3 separate regions of the Zea mays genome follow, and all the other regions are linked to region 1. Evidence: chromatin contacts called from public Hi-C data. All regions are on one chromosome and are shown on one strand. The core of a region is the stretch at or near the end of the contact, and the rest is flanking DNA. Distances in the headings are between cores, read along the strand shown. Region 1 holds the start of LOC100282825 (seed specific protein Bn15D1B). Region 2 has its middle 4.4 kb from the start of LOC103645997. Region 3 holds the start of LOC100273664 (OSJNBa0083N12.13-like protein).

Region 1 (3,914 bases), core at 199-2,698:
CCTACTGCGAGACCCCACGGACGGACGGACGGCCCCGATCGGTCGTCGGCCCGGCGTCCCGCAGCAGCTGGCGCGATGGGATCGAAACAGAATCGTACGGACCGGATGCCAAAGGACGGTAGGTGGGGCCCGGCAGACGCGGATGCTTCTGGTCCCGGTCGTACCGTGGAGAGGGTTCCTTTCTTTCCTTTGAGTGAGAACCAAAGCAAGCGAGCCATGGCAGCCAAGATCGGCAGGTGGGTAGGAGTGAGTGACTGGCCACTGCACTGCCCACTGGTGAGGGTGAGGGTGGAGCCGAGCGACAACTACCGCGCACCAGACCCACCCATCAATCCGCCTTTCGGAAAGCGATGCGATGGAACACGGAAGGCAATCAGGCGAGGTCGCTTGCTGTTTGCTGCGCGGCTTGATGTGCACGTCCTGCGCGCCTCCACTGCTCCTCATCTTCTTTGTGTGGGTGCGCCTGCAGCCTGCTAGTGGCGTGGCGTGGCGTTTGGCTTTTCCAGTTTTCCTAGTGGCAGAGGCTGACAGACAGTTTTGCAGATTTGACAGTCTGAAGTGGGCAGAACCGTAGAACAACAAATACAGTAATATCTACGGAGGAGGGAGAGAAGGACTCCGTGGTACTAGTGTAGTACAAGCACATGGATCTGGCTTTGGTTGGGGTTCTTCTATCACTTCTACGGAGATGGATGGAGTTCTTCTATCACTTATACGGAGATGGTAGTGTGCATTCAAGTTGAAGATACATACTCTCCCTCCTAGTCCTAGACTCCTAGTATGTGTTCTATTGTTCTCGGACGGACGGCCAGAGGATTAAACAAGCTGGGAGATGTTCAGGGTTGCCATATCTACATACTCGTGTGAGAAGATAATCATTCTGTTGTCGCCAACTTCTAGATATTTCTGCTGACCAAAATCTTGGCACCAGCAGCACACTGAACCAACACGAAACAAGGGCTCTCTGCAGAACTAGAGTTATAGTTATCCACGAAGCTAAGATCCTCCCAACAAGTCCCAAGTCGGAGGGGGGCGAAATAAGCACTATCGATCCGAGGGACCGGATCACCGGACCCAGACTCCCAGAGCAAAGCTAAGAACGGCCGTAAAAAGAACAGACAGATCGCTCTGCTACAAGCCTAAAACTACGGCGAGATCTTCGACGAACTGATCAAGAACAAGCACGCTCAAAAATAGTAAAAAAAAAAGCAGAATCACAGGGCAAACCGAAACCCGCGCGTGTGGGGTGAGTGTGGCCCGTCTGAGTACCTCGGCGAGGCGGCCTTGCCGGCGAGGACGCGGCTGACGAAGCTTCCAGCGATCGCCCGCCCCTTGGAGCCAGCTGCTGCTGCCATGCAAAGATCGACCGTTCGGGAGCGGAGGGGAGCGGAGCGGAGCGGAGGAAGTCACCAAGCCAACAGTGGACAGGCAGGCTGATGAAAGGGTGCGGTGGGTTTTCGATTCCGTGGACTCCTACCGGCTGCCTCGTTTTATAGCGCCCGGGGCCCCCCGGGACCACCACCAGCGTGCACCGTGCAGGCCACCACCGTCCGAGCGAGCCGGTGCCATGCCGGCGCACCGTCGTACAGGTACGGCGCCTGCTGTTGCTGTTGGCTACTGCGTAAACAAAAGGGCAACGGAGCAGCTACGGCGGCTATTGGGGAGCAGCAGCACTGACGGTGACGGCAACCTTCCCGCTCCTGATCGGAACGTCCAGCTGTGCGTCCAACTACCTGCCAACGGCCAGCAGCATCGCCGTCCGGATAGCGACGTCACCTTGGAACCTCCATCAACGCTGGGCCGTCTGATCTGATCATGTCATGTGTGGCTGGCTGGCTCCTACTACGAGTACTACTATCATTGCGCGCGGCTCTTACCCCTTGAGAATGGTGCTATCCATGTGTCATTTCTCTCATGGCAAGTGTGCGTGTACAAAACTGCAGATAACTCGGTTTGTACCTGACCGTGCGGGCTACAATAGCACACGTAGCCCGCGTGATGCGGCACTGTTTGTTTCGCCGTAATGGGTTTAATTACTGTAAGGAATCACATTATTCAATTCGTGACAGGGGACTGCGGACGGGACGGTGGACGGTTGGACTGAGGAGCCTGCATTAGTTTCATCTGCGAGAGGGGGAAATGTCGGTCGCCAATGATAAACAAAAGCGGTTTTCTAGACGACCTTACCGGCTGCTAAGACGTACGTGCTTGCAACATACTTTTGTTAGTCATAGATAGACATGGGTATCCAAGACTATCTTCGGCAGACTTCTTATTTCACTATCTTCGGCAGACTTCTTATTTCACTTCATATCTCACACCATATTTTAAAGTTCATTCTGCAAACAGTATAATATATGATTCAAAACAATACTTTAGACGGCCGTTTACACGGACTGCTGAAGATAGCCTAAAGAAACTCTAATTCGTTTATCATGGGGTTTTTGTTCGCAGAAAACCACGATCTCCTCTGGTTTCATTCCTCTTATGTTTCCCTCTTTCATATCAAACTTGATCCCTCCTCACTGATTGAAGGCTCGTTTGAAATCTTCCATCGCAACAGAAACTCTAGTCCTGCGTGGGGCGTGCGGATGGATGGGTATTGTACCGGCGTGGCAAGTTTCTAGAACATATCCGTTAGATATCCTACCTATTTTTTATATCTCAAATTATCATTTTAGAAGGTAAGTTGTTGCTGCATACTTTTATAAGTTTATTATAAGAATAGGTTTAAATATCTATCTAATAATACTAAATACATATTCTAACAGATAATATAAAAAGAAGTACGAGAATCTATGGCGCCAAATGCTGCCATATTACTTTTATGGTGACGTAGACGCCAATAATTCGAAATAAGATGCAGCGTCCATGATGTCAAACCTTGACATTAGGATCTATCGCGTCGTCGAATGCTGCTATATTATTTTTGTGGTGACTTAGACGCCGATAACTCGAAGTCATATACATTATCATACTGTAAGACAAAAAAAACAGTCTTGGTTCTATCAAAAGTCTAAATATAAAACTTTAGTGAAATAAAGAAAAAATAATCGGTGCCTGTGCTCATCTGGGTCCGGGTGCAGCACCGCAGCCCCTACTGTATCGTACCGAGTAGTCTTGCAGGGCATCAGAATATGCCGTTCCAGATGCTGGGTTCGCGCCGACCAACCGTCTCCCGGTCTCCCGCGCCTGGCGCGTTCGGCGTCGGTCCACACCAGACACCACACGTGACGTCCCCGGGGTGCGTTTCGGACGGGCACCCCCACCCCTGGATGAGATTGACACCGCAGCAATAGACTAGTAATAGGTGAGGTGCCTCCCTGATTATTACTCCCTCCGTTTCTTTTTATTAGTCGCTGGATAGTGCAATTTTGTACTATCCAGCGACTAATAAAAAGAAACGGAAAGAGTACTGTATTATTATTAGTCGTGTTTGAAGCTCAGGGACTGGCTGCCGTGTCCAAGCAAAGCAACCCTATCTTTCCTCCCCTTTCGTTTCTGTTGACTCCCTAGAGCCGGCCTTGAATCTTTGAAAGGTTACTGTATTCTCGCCGAAAGTGATGCCGCCCGGGACGAAAAGAACGGCAAAGCGTTGGGCCCGGCATGCTGCCCACAAACAGGCACAGCTGCAGGCCGTCGGCGACGTCGTCACTCATATCTGCAGGAGGAGCAGCAGACGTTTCCCCGACCCCGTGCTCCCCACGAGAAATGCTATCCTCAGGAAGATAAGCACCGTGCCGGAACAAGTGACGTACGAAGCGCAGGCACACCACACGCGCTGACGCGCGTACGTCCATAGTATAGTACTATGCACTATCCAGGCAGCTGTAGCCGTCCCTCGTCTCGTCGTGTAGCGACCGCCACCGTATCCGTAACCCGGTTGGTTTCTTCAGTGGGAGTGCGTGTTCGAA
Region 2 (4,075 bases), core at 1,467-3,966, 340 kb before region 1:
CCACTGTGCGCTTTCCACATCCTACAAAGCGGTCGTTTTTTGAGAGTCGAGTTCTGTTGAAGGTTGAGTAGTATGGGAATACACATTTCATGAAGTCATAGTTGAAGTGCACTAACCTGGCGGGCCATATAAAAAAGTGGAAAACTTGATTTTTGGTAAAATATCCGAAGGGCACAATGCTGGTGCAATGACAGATGCTAAATGCTCCACTACTTCACTGTGCAATGGTACTGAATTACCAGAAGAAGCAAAAAAGGAATAAGGGGGGATTGCAGCAGAAGCAGCTCCACCAAGTACAAGGGCTGTTTCATTGCAATTAACACGAAGTATAGGTTCATCTGATGGTTCCATGCCAGTCACCTAACAATTAATTAAAATATCAACAAACAAGCAGCAATCCTATAAAATAGTTACAATTATGAGCAAATGCAGTTAGATATGAGCTATAAGTTCAATCGCCTGTGAAGAACTTATGGACTAAAGTAATTTTAAGTATGAAACATAGGTATACCTTAAAGTAGATCATATTACGGGGATTCAGTTTATTATCCTGCTTATTGCATGCCAGGCAGCAGCTTGAGCCACACTTCCAACTGTTTTGTATACCAAAAACATCTCCTCTTGCTAGGAACCTATCAAACTTAAAGTACTCGTTCAAAGCTTGATCTACCATGTCTTGGTACTCACTTCCTCCAAAGGATGAATTTATCTTTAAAGAAGCAAGCACACCACAATCAGGAATCCTCACAACAGAAACTCGTAAATGCAACGCATATTTAGGCACTTGAGGGCATGGAAGAAGGTCTAAGTGAAGAGAAAGATCACTTCCAGAACTGGCAGTTGCATCCATCTCTTCAGCTCGAGAACAGAACTTGAAAGGCTGCCCTTCTCTTTGAATAAGTAGTTTAAGGCAAGAAACAGGCAATCCCAAGTTGAATGCCAAAAGTGGGCTAACATAACCAACATCTTCATCCATGGATGTAAAACCAGTAGCAGGGAACGTGCGACAAGGTAAGAAGCCCATTGCATGACCAGAGACCACTTGGTCAGTATGTTCTGAGCAGGACTTGTCAAGGGACGGGTTACCAAACAATACTGCTTTGACAATCCTCCCAACATTATTGTCAGTATTCTTGACAAGCACCTGCAGATCAGTAGATGCATATCATATTTCACTAAAATGAACAGAACAGAATCCCACACAGTACCCATTTACCATCTAAGCACGAAAAGCTGCACCTGAATTATGTCAGAGATGAACTTGCTAAGGCCATGTTTGTTTACCCTCTAGATTATATAATCCAGCTTAAATAAGTTAAGGGGCAAACAAACAACACAGATTATTAGGTGGAAGCCTAACCGATCGAATTTCCCAGCACGACTCTCCAATTCGAAACAAATGACAGAAACTAGAGGACTCACAGGAGTACCCGTGACGACCGCGAGCCGTCGGAGAGTGGGGGCAGGGATGCCGACGAAAGACGCGAGCTCCCCGAACTCGGCGCCACCACCTCCGGAGGGGAATCGGAGGACGCCGGCCTTAAGGCGCACCGGCTCCTGCGGCGGTGGCGGCGGGCGATCCCCCGGAAGCGAGTCGAGGAGCGCCTGCGTGGAGGCGAGGACCAGCGGCTTCCTCCGCTGCCGCATCTCCACCATGGCTGCGGCCACCGTGACGGAAAGCCCAGGGGATGGAGCGCAAAAGGCGACCGTGAAGAAGACGGCGCTGGAGTCTGAACTCTGAACAGCGGAAGAGGCAAAGAAGCACAAACAGTTCAGACTTAATTTTTTTTTCTTTTTTCAGAATAATAGTATCTATACTATTAAAAGATTGAAAATTTAGATATATATCATTAACTCATGTGAATTCCAATCATTTCCGATAAAACAATTAGATCCACGATCAGGACACGGCAATTTCCGATGGGCGTACCTTGCGTTGTGGCCGGAGCTGCAGCGGGGGAGTTGGAGCGGTACACCGAAGCTAGAGCGGACGCTGGAGTTGGAGCTGGACATAGGCGGGCGGGGGAAGCTGGGAGCTGGAGCTGGAGCAGTAGCAGTAGGCCGGACGCCGGAGTTGGAGCTGGAGCGCAGCCGCGCCTACGCAGAAGCAGAACGCCGGACGCCGGGAGGCGGGAGCAGTGGATGGCGGGCTGCGGCAGGCGGCGGCCGAGCAGTGGAGAGGCTCTAGGTTGGCTGGTGGGCGCCTGGGCGGTCTCGGCTGCCTGCGGGCTGCGGTAGTGCGGTCAGGGTCAGGGAGACGAGCTTTTTTTTTTTTTGGAACCGTGATATCGTCGATACTGGACTTCTGAAAATAGGTATCTCAAACAGAATAATTAAAATTTTAGTATTATAATTAGTTGAACTTTGGAATTATACGATCTACGACAGATTTAGCCGCAGTAATCCTCGTAATTTTACGGCAGTCCGTTTCTTACCACGGATCCACCACCGCTCCTCTCCCCGAGCGCTGCTCTTCCTCGGGCATCTCCGCCGCGCGGATGGTGATGGTCTCGGGCGGCGTCGCTGTTGGATATTCTTCCTAAGTGGGCAAGTGGCTATTGGGCTGACTGGTGACTGTTGTGTGTTCTTTTTTTTTTACATTCGGCTTACGCGATATAAAAACCGAACCCTAACTCGATAACCGAATAAGTACGATATGTGGATCGAACCCGAAAAACCGACCAATTCGATCTATTCGGGTTCGGATTCGGTTCATGGGGTTTAAAATGCCAAGCCCTACACAGCCTGCCTCGCTTGGTGTCGACCGATCCCATCGGTTTGGGCTGGGCTTGAGCCCAATGTCTTTCTTTGCTAATGGAAATGGTAAATTTGTGTATAACTGTATATCCTCCAAACCAGGAATGAAAAACTTGAGAAGGGGGAGAGAAAAAAAAATGAGCACTGTAGAATTTTGGGTGAGGAAGTGGGCAAGTGGCATATGGTTTTGGCAAAACCTATATTCTGGTACCACATCGCAGCAAACTTTCTCGAGACCATCTATTGCGAAAGTTTGTTCAATTATTGTGTCTTTAACATGTTGCTTCTTTAACAGAGCTGGAAAAGACGTCACTAATACAATAAATAAATAGCACCCTTTACATTGGTTTCGTCTATATTTTCCTTAATAAAAAATGGTTTCGCTTATATATATATACCTTGGTGCACAACGAAGAGTGTGGAGTCTTCGGCTAATTAAATGTGTAGTAGCCAACCAAGACATTCAAGATAAATAGTTTAAGAGCAACTCTAGAAAGATGCTAAAAAAGTTTTTCCAAAACATTATTATTAGGGGCATGTTAAAAAAATAGAGGTGAAATATGGTATATACTCCAACAGTTTCTTCAAACAAATGCTAAAATACAGTAAACTAAGCTAAATTAAAAAAACAAATTCATCTATACTTGTGTGTGTGTGTTTGGGCCTCCGGACCACATTCCTACATGCTACCTCTATTGGTCTATCATGTTGATCGTTTATATTTTGGTGGTTTGCTATTTAACACTGCCATGTTGAGGTGAGTATCACTTGCAAGAAGCTACATGTTTTAGATTACCGTGATCCTGTGTCAAACTCTACAAGTATTTGATTATAATTTAAACTATGTCGTGGCAACGACTGAAATCATACAATTCAATGCCTTCAAGGAAGTCTGAAACATACCGTTTGGCGGCACAAATGATCCAGCAAGGCCGTCACTGCGTTCGAAGAAGGAAGATGCACTTGGATCCGAGTTCCTACTACCAGCAAAGTTCCTGCCTTCAAAGAAGATGTCTCCACCGTCACGGTCGTCAGCTCCATCACCGGCCATCTACCACGAAGAGTTCCTAATGCCGACGGAGACCCTTTCCAGCAAGGCGCACTGTCCCAGCGTGATTGAGCTAAGGGATTTCGGGCAGCAGCCCTTGTCGGGAGCATATCATCTGCCGTGCCTGCCTCCTCTCGGATCAACAATGCCCAGCGCTGCTTTCGCACTGCCACCTAGGCCTGCTAATGGCAAAAAATCCAATCCACTCCCACCCATACCCAAATCTAATTACTTTGATATCCATCCCACACCCAACCAAAAAATACTAGA
Region 3 (4,041 bases), core at 356-2,855, 440 kb after region 1:
CTAGCTTCGCTACTGGTTAGGACATAGGAAGTAAATACTACATACAGGGAACTAGATAACTCGTAATAAAAATACCTTGAACTTTAATGTTGTTGACCATGCAGCACCAAAATCAGGCCGACAATTATGAGGAAGAGCCTCTTTCGGGGCCTCGGCCACTGCATAAGATAATTGGCCAGAAAAATATTCTGTGTATTCAACCTACAATCCAATTCACAGCACAAATGATAACTGAGTCAAATAAACACAAATGGCAAGCCTTCATGAATATCAAAAGCATAATAAAAGAAGTATGGGTGGTTAACAGGATGAACAAAATTGAAAGTTGGTGCACAGCATGTAAAGAAGTTTTTGCCTTTCTTTGCATATCTGTGGAACAAACTAGAAAATATGCATAACTTCTAAACCTCGTCAAGAAAAACAGAGTATTGTACAGACTTAAATCTACAGAAAATGAGTGTGGGAATGGCCTCATAAATATACCCAGTTAACATTAGATTTAACATGTACTCCCTCTGTCCCAAAATATAGTTCTTTCTAGACCTCTTTTTTTCGTCTACATTCATTCAAATGATAATGAATGTAGACATACATGTAAACTACATTCATATGTTAAGTAATTAATGTATGTTTAGTCCAAAACAAATTATATTTTGGGAGGGGGGAGGGGGTTGTAAATTTTAGCCAATCATCAGCTTCAACAACATTTTTAAAAGTTATCCTAGAGATGTAACCATTGAAGTGCATTACAGCACAAATTGTAACCTGTAAAACTGAAGCCCAGTAGTAGTCATCATGGCAGCGGAATCTCCTCTTACTCGATGGGTAGAAGACATGCTTAGCTCTATAGTTCAATAACCCAAGCTCGCAAACTTTTGATGACCTAAGGTCAACGCCTACAATGTACCAGCAAACGCATCAATCACAAATATTGGAAGGCTAAGCAATCACATTATAAGCATTCTAGATGAGGTCCAATGGAATCTCAGTATCTAATATTTCTAGTGCAACCGCAATTTCCTAGCTAACATAGCAAGCTCATACCATCTGAACTGTGTAAAACCAGACGAATGTTAGATAAAAAAAATATCAAATATGTACCTCAAAAGGACGACTAAGCTTAAATTTGCAGTAATCTCTTGGAACATATCGCAGAACAGCTAATCTATGGTATTAATTTCGCTAACCTTAACAAAACACTAAGATCTACAAGCTGCAGTTACGGAAATAAACCGGGTAGGAAGCAGCGACTGACCACTGGAGAGGATGCGGCAGGTGGAGGGCATGGAGACCGATGCGGTGGACGAGAGGCCACCAAGCGCGAGCCCAGCGAGCCCAACGAGGAAGGAGAAGAGGAACGATACCGCGATGGGGAAGGCCACCCCGAGGGCGCCACGGAGTGCAGACCTTGGTCGCTGCCGGTTCTGGTCCGATGGCTGTGCCCCATCGCCCGCAGGGGGGGCCGGGGAAGGAGCTGTCGGATCCATCACGTGGATGGGTGATCCATCGCTCGGATGCCGGCGATCGCCGGACGCCGGCGAGGGGAGGGTCAATTGAGCGCAGCGGCTGTGAACCCGTCGTTTCCTTGGACTTTGCAAGACTATTTTGGGCCGTGTGTGCAATGGGCCAGCGGCCTAGCGCGACTTGTAGCACGACAGCAGGACGAACACATATTTGCATTTGTGTGACACAAAAAAGAATGATATAAGTAGCGAGCGAAATGAACGGAAACGACGGGAAAATATCTTTTAATTTCTATTTCTATATTTATTTAGTGGAAATGATTTTGTTCAGAAAAAAGGAAGTTTACTGAAAATGTGAATGGGATCAGACAGCCGGCTGTAAAAACAGAATCAAGATATACATATGTATGAAAATGAATAAATACACGTGGAAATTCAACAGAAACGAACTTAAGCTAGGCAACGCATTTACACATGCCACCATCACAGCCTCCATAGGCTCAGGGCACGAGCACTCAAGTATCGCAGATGCAATCATGCAAATGAAAGTAATTACTCCTATTTAACTGGGTGTAAATAGATAGTCATTGTTTCTTGTTTCTGTCCTACGTGCCACTACAATGCCAATAGATTGATTTGCATTTTTTTTTGATATTCGCTTCGAATTAAAATTGATTGTTTGAACTATTATAGCTATAATTTATAAAGACAAAAACATTATAGAAGTAGCAGAAAACAGTACGTATTAAAGACAATCGAACAGACTGTTTCTTTAAAGTATAAACCCTCACTTCTGAATGTGTTTGAAAGTTTATAGTCACATTCACATCAAATATTTAAATAACAATTACGGATATTAAATATATTTTAATTAAAAAACTAATTATACATATAAAGACTAAAAGACATAATAAATTTATTAAATCTAATTAACTATACGTATATAATTGATATTTAAATATTTAATATGACATAAATTAAACTTTAGTCAAACTAAATATCCTGAGGTGTACCTCTGCAACACTCCAACAGACGCCTATCGAAATGCCCCCGAACAGCCGTACCGAATATGGACATGTTCGCCTTCAGCTCACCCGTGTGTAGACACTGGTTTGGTCAATTTGTTAGAAACATTGACAGTGGTTTTATTAATAAATAGAACTCAAGAGAATTGAAAGTTATTCAACCAAAAAATACTGAACAGCCACGAGATATCAGTAGAGTAAAAAAATGAGTAAGAGTAGACAATAACTTTTGAGGCGATTTTAATTATACCCCTCTTAGAACTTGTAATTGTGTTTTACCCATTGTTTTTAACTTTATTATTTTACCCCTCCATTTTAAAAAAAGAACTATGTTGTACCCTTGCATCGTTATGTGCAGTTGAAGGTATGTAAATCTGATGTGAAAAGACAAAAAAAAAAATTGGATGCAATTTATTGTGATTTTAGCTTTCGTTATTATGTAATTGCGATTTTATCCATTGTTGAGACCAGCTGACACATGGACAGGTGGGCTCAATCACTCGGAAATGGGAGAACTCACGTGCACAACAAAATAGTAGGTATGGAACTGTATCGTCTTGTTACATGTGTTCTATCTGTGTACAATACGGGGGTATTTATAGGTAACCGGGGCGGGTAGTTGGGTCCCCAATTGTCGTTATAACCCCGGTTACCTGCTACATTCCCGGAATATTCCTCTCAACAGGGTCATTACAGTATGGTGAAGTACAGTAGCCTAGATATACCACAAAATCTACCCCGTAAAGGGCTTATAGGTGGGTCCAGATGGTGATGAGGCGGAGGATGGCCCCCACGGTAGTCTGGTACAACCTTTGCTTGTACGTTGCATACTTGACCCTGCGAAGTCGTGCCCATGATTCTGTGGAGACTTGGACTTCAGGACGTCAGCTGCGATGGGCGGCGGGGGCCCGTCTATATAGTTCTTTTTAGCTTTTTCTGTACACATTCGAATAAATGATAACAAATACAGACATATAATTAATGGATGCATGTTTAATCTAAAACGATTCTTATAGGGAAAATATAATTTAAAATAGAGTTTCTTATATTATTTTCTCTTCAGTCCTTACTTCAACTTTATCCCGGCCGTGCTCCTAGGGTCTAGATCATTATTCCGGCACTAAAAAATAAACTCCACGTCTCCACCCCAATTTGCCAGCATTAATTATTGTATTTCCACCCACAACAAAATCAGTACTACTACATCCGTTCACAAAAATGTAACACCTTGACTTTTTTTTTGAAAACTTTAACCATTTGTTTTATTCAAAGTATGTATTTAAAAATATAAAATTTTAAATCAAACACAAACTACCTTAAATGATAAAATAAATAAATAAAAAAACGATAACTCATTATTTTTTAATAAAACATGTAGTCAAAGTTTTTTAAAAATATCAACGACATCATATATTTATGAATAGAAAGAATATATACTTGCGAGTTAGGACGTAATAAACACGCAAGAAATGGACAGAGTTAAAAAAACAAATTAAACCACCGAAGGAACCAAGATGTACAGTACACGTACAGTACAAAGTAACTTTAAACCA

Evidence for each region. Hi-C and Micro-C count contacts between places; a contact is called where the count stands out from the background.
Region 2: a contact with region 1 is called in a Hi-C map of tassel, with 2.4 times the contacts expected there. The contact joins the enhancer-like site here to the promoter of LOC100282825 in region 1. A contact is called at or near these places in 3 of 25 Hi-C or Micro-C datasets (bundle sheath, endosperm and tassel).
Region 3: a Hi-C map of tassel shows a contact between it and region 1, with 1.8 times the contacts expected there. The contact joins the promoter of LOC100273664 here to the promoter of LOC100282825 in region 1. A contact is called at or near these places in 2 of 25 Hi-C or Micro-C datasets (ear and tassel).

Annotation. Positions count from the first base shown.
Region 1 is chr2:13,203,491-13,207,404 of Zm-B73-REFERENCE-NAM-5.0, reverse strand. LOC100282825 (seed specific protein Bn15D1B) reads right to left here and starts at 1,448. Exons shown (of 2, transcript NM_001155731.2): 1 at 1,270-1,448. The coding sequence starts at 1,355.
Region 2 is chr2:13,543,727-13,547,801 of Zm-B73-REFERENCE-NAM-5.0, reverse strand. No RefSeq gene overlaps it. Among protein-coding and RNA genes, the nearest start is that of LOC103645997, 4.4 kb to the right of the region's middle. Within about 2 kb of position 2,716, at least 18 of the 20 cell types and tissues checked have an H3K27ac peak or open chromatin away from gene starts, as enhancers often do. A contact at or near this core is called in endosperm and tassel, where this site is marked.
Region 3 is chr2:12,765,534-12,769,574 of Zm-B73-REFERENCE-NAM-5.0, reverse strand. It overlaps LOC100273664 (OSJNBa0083N12.13-like protein), which reads right to left and starts at 1,605. Exons shown (of 5, transcript NM_001148077.1): 1 at 1,256-1,605; 2 at 766-896; 3 at 76-201. The coding sequence starts at 1,487. LOC103645987 (protein Brevis radix-like 2) reads right to left here. Exons shown (of 7, transcript XM_008670723.4): 7 at 3,959-4,041.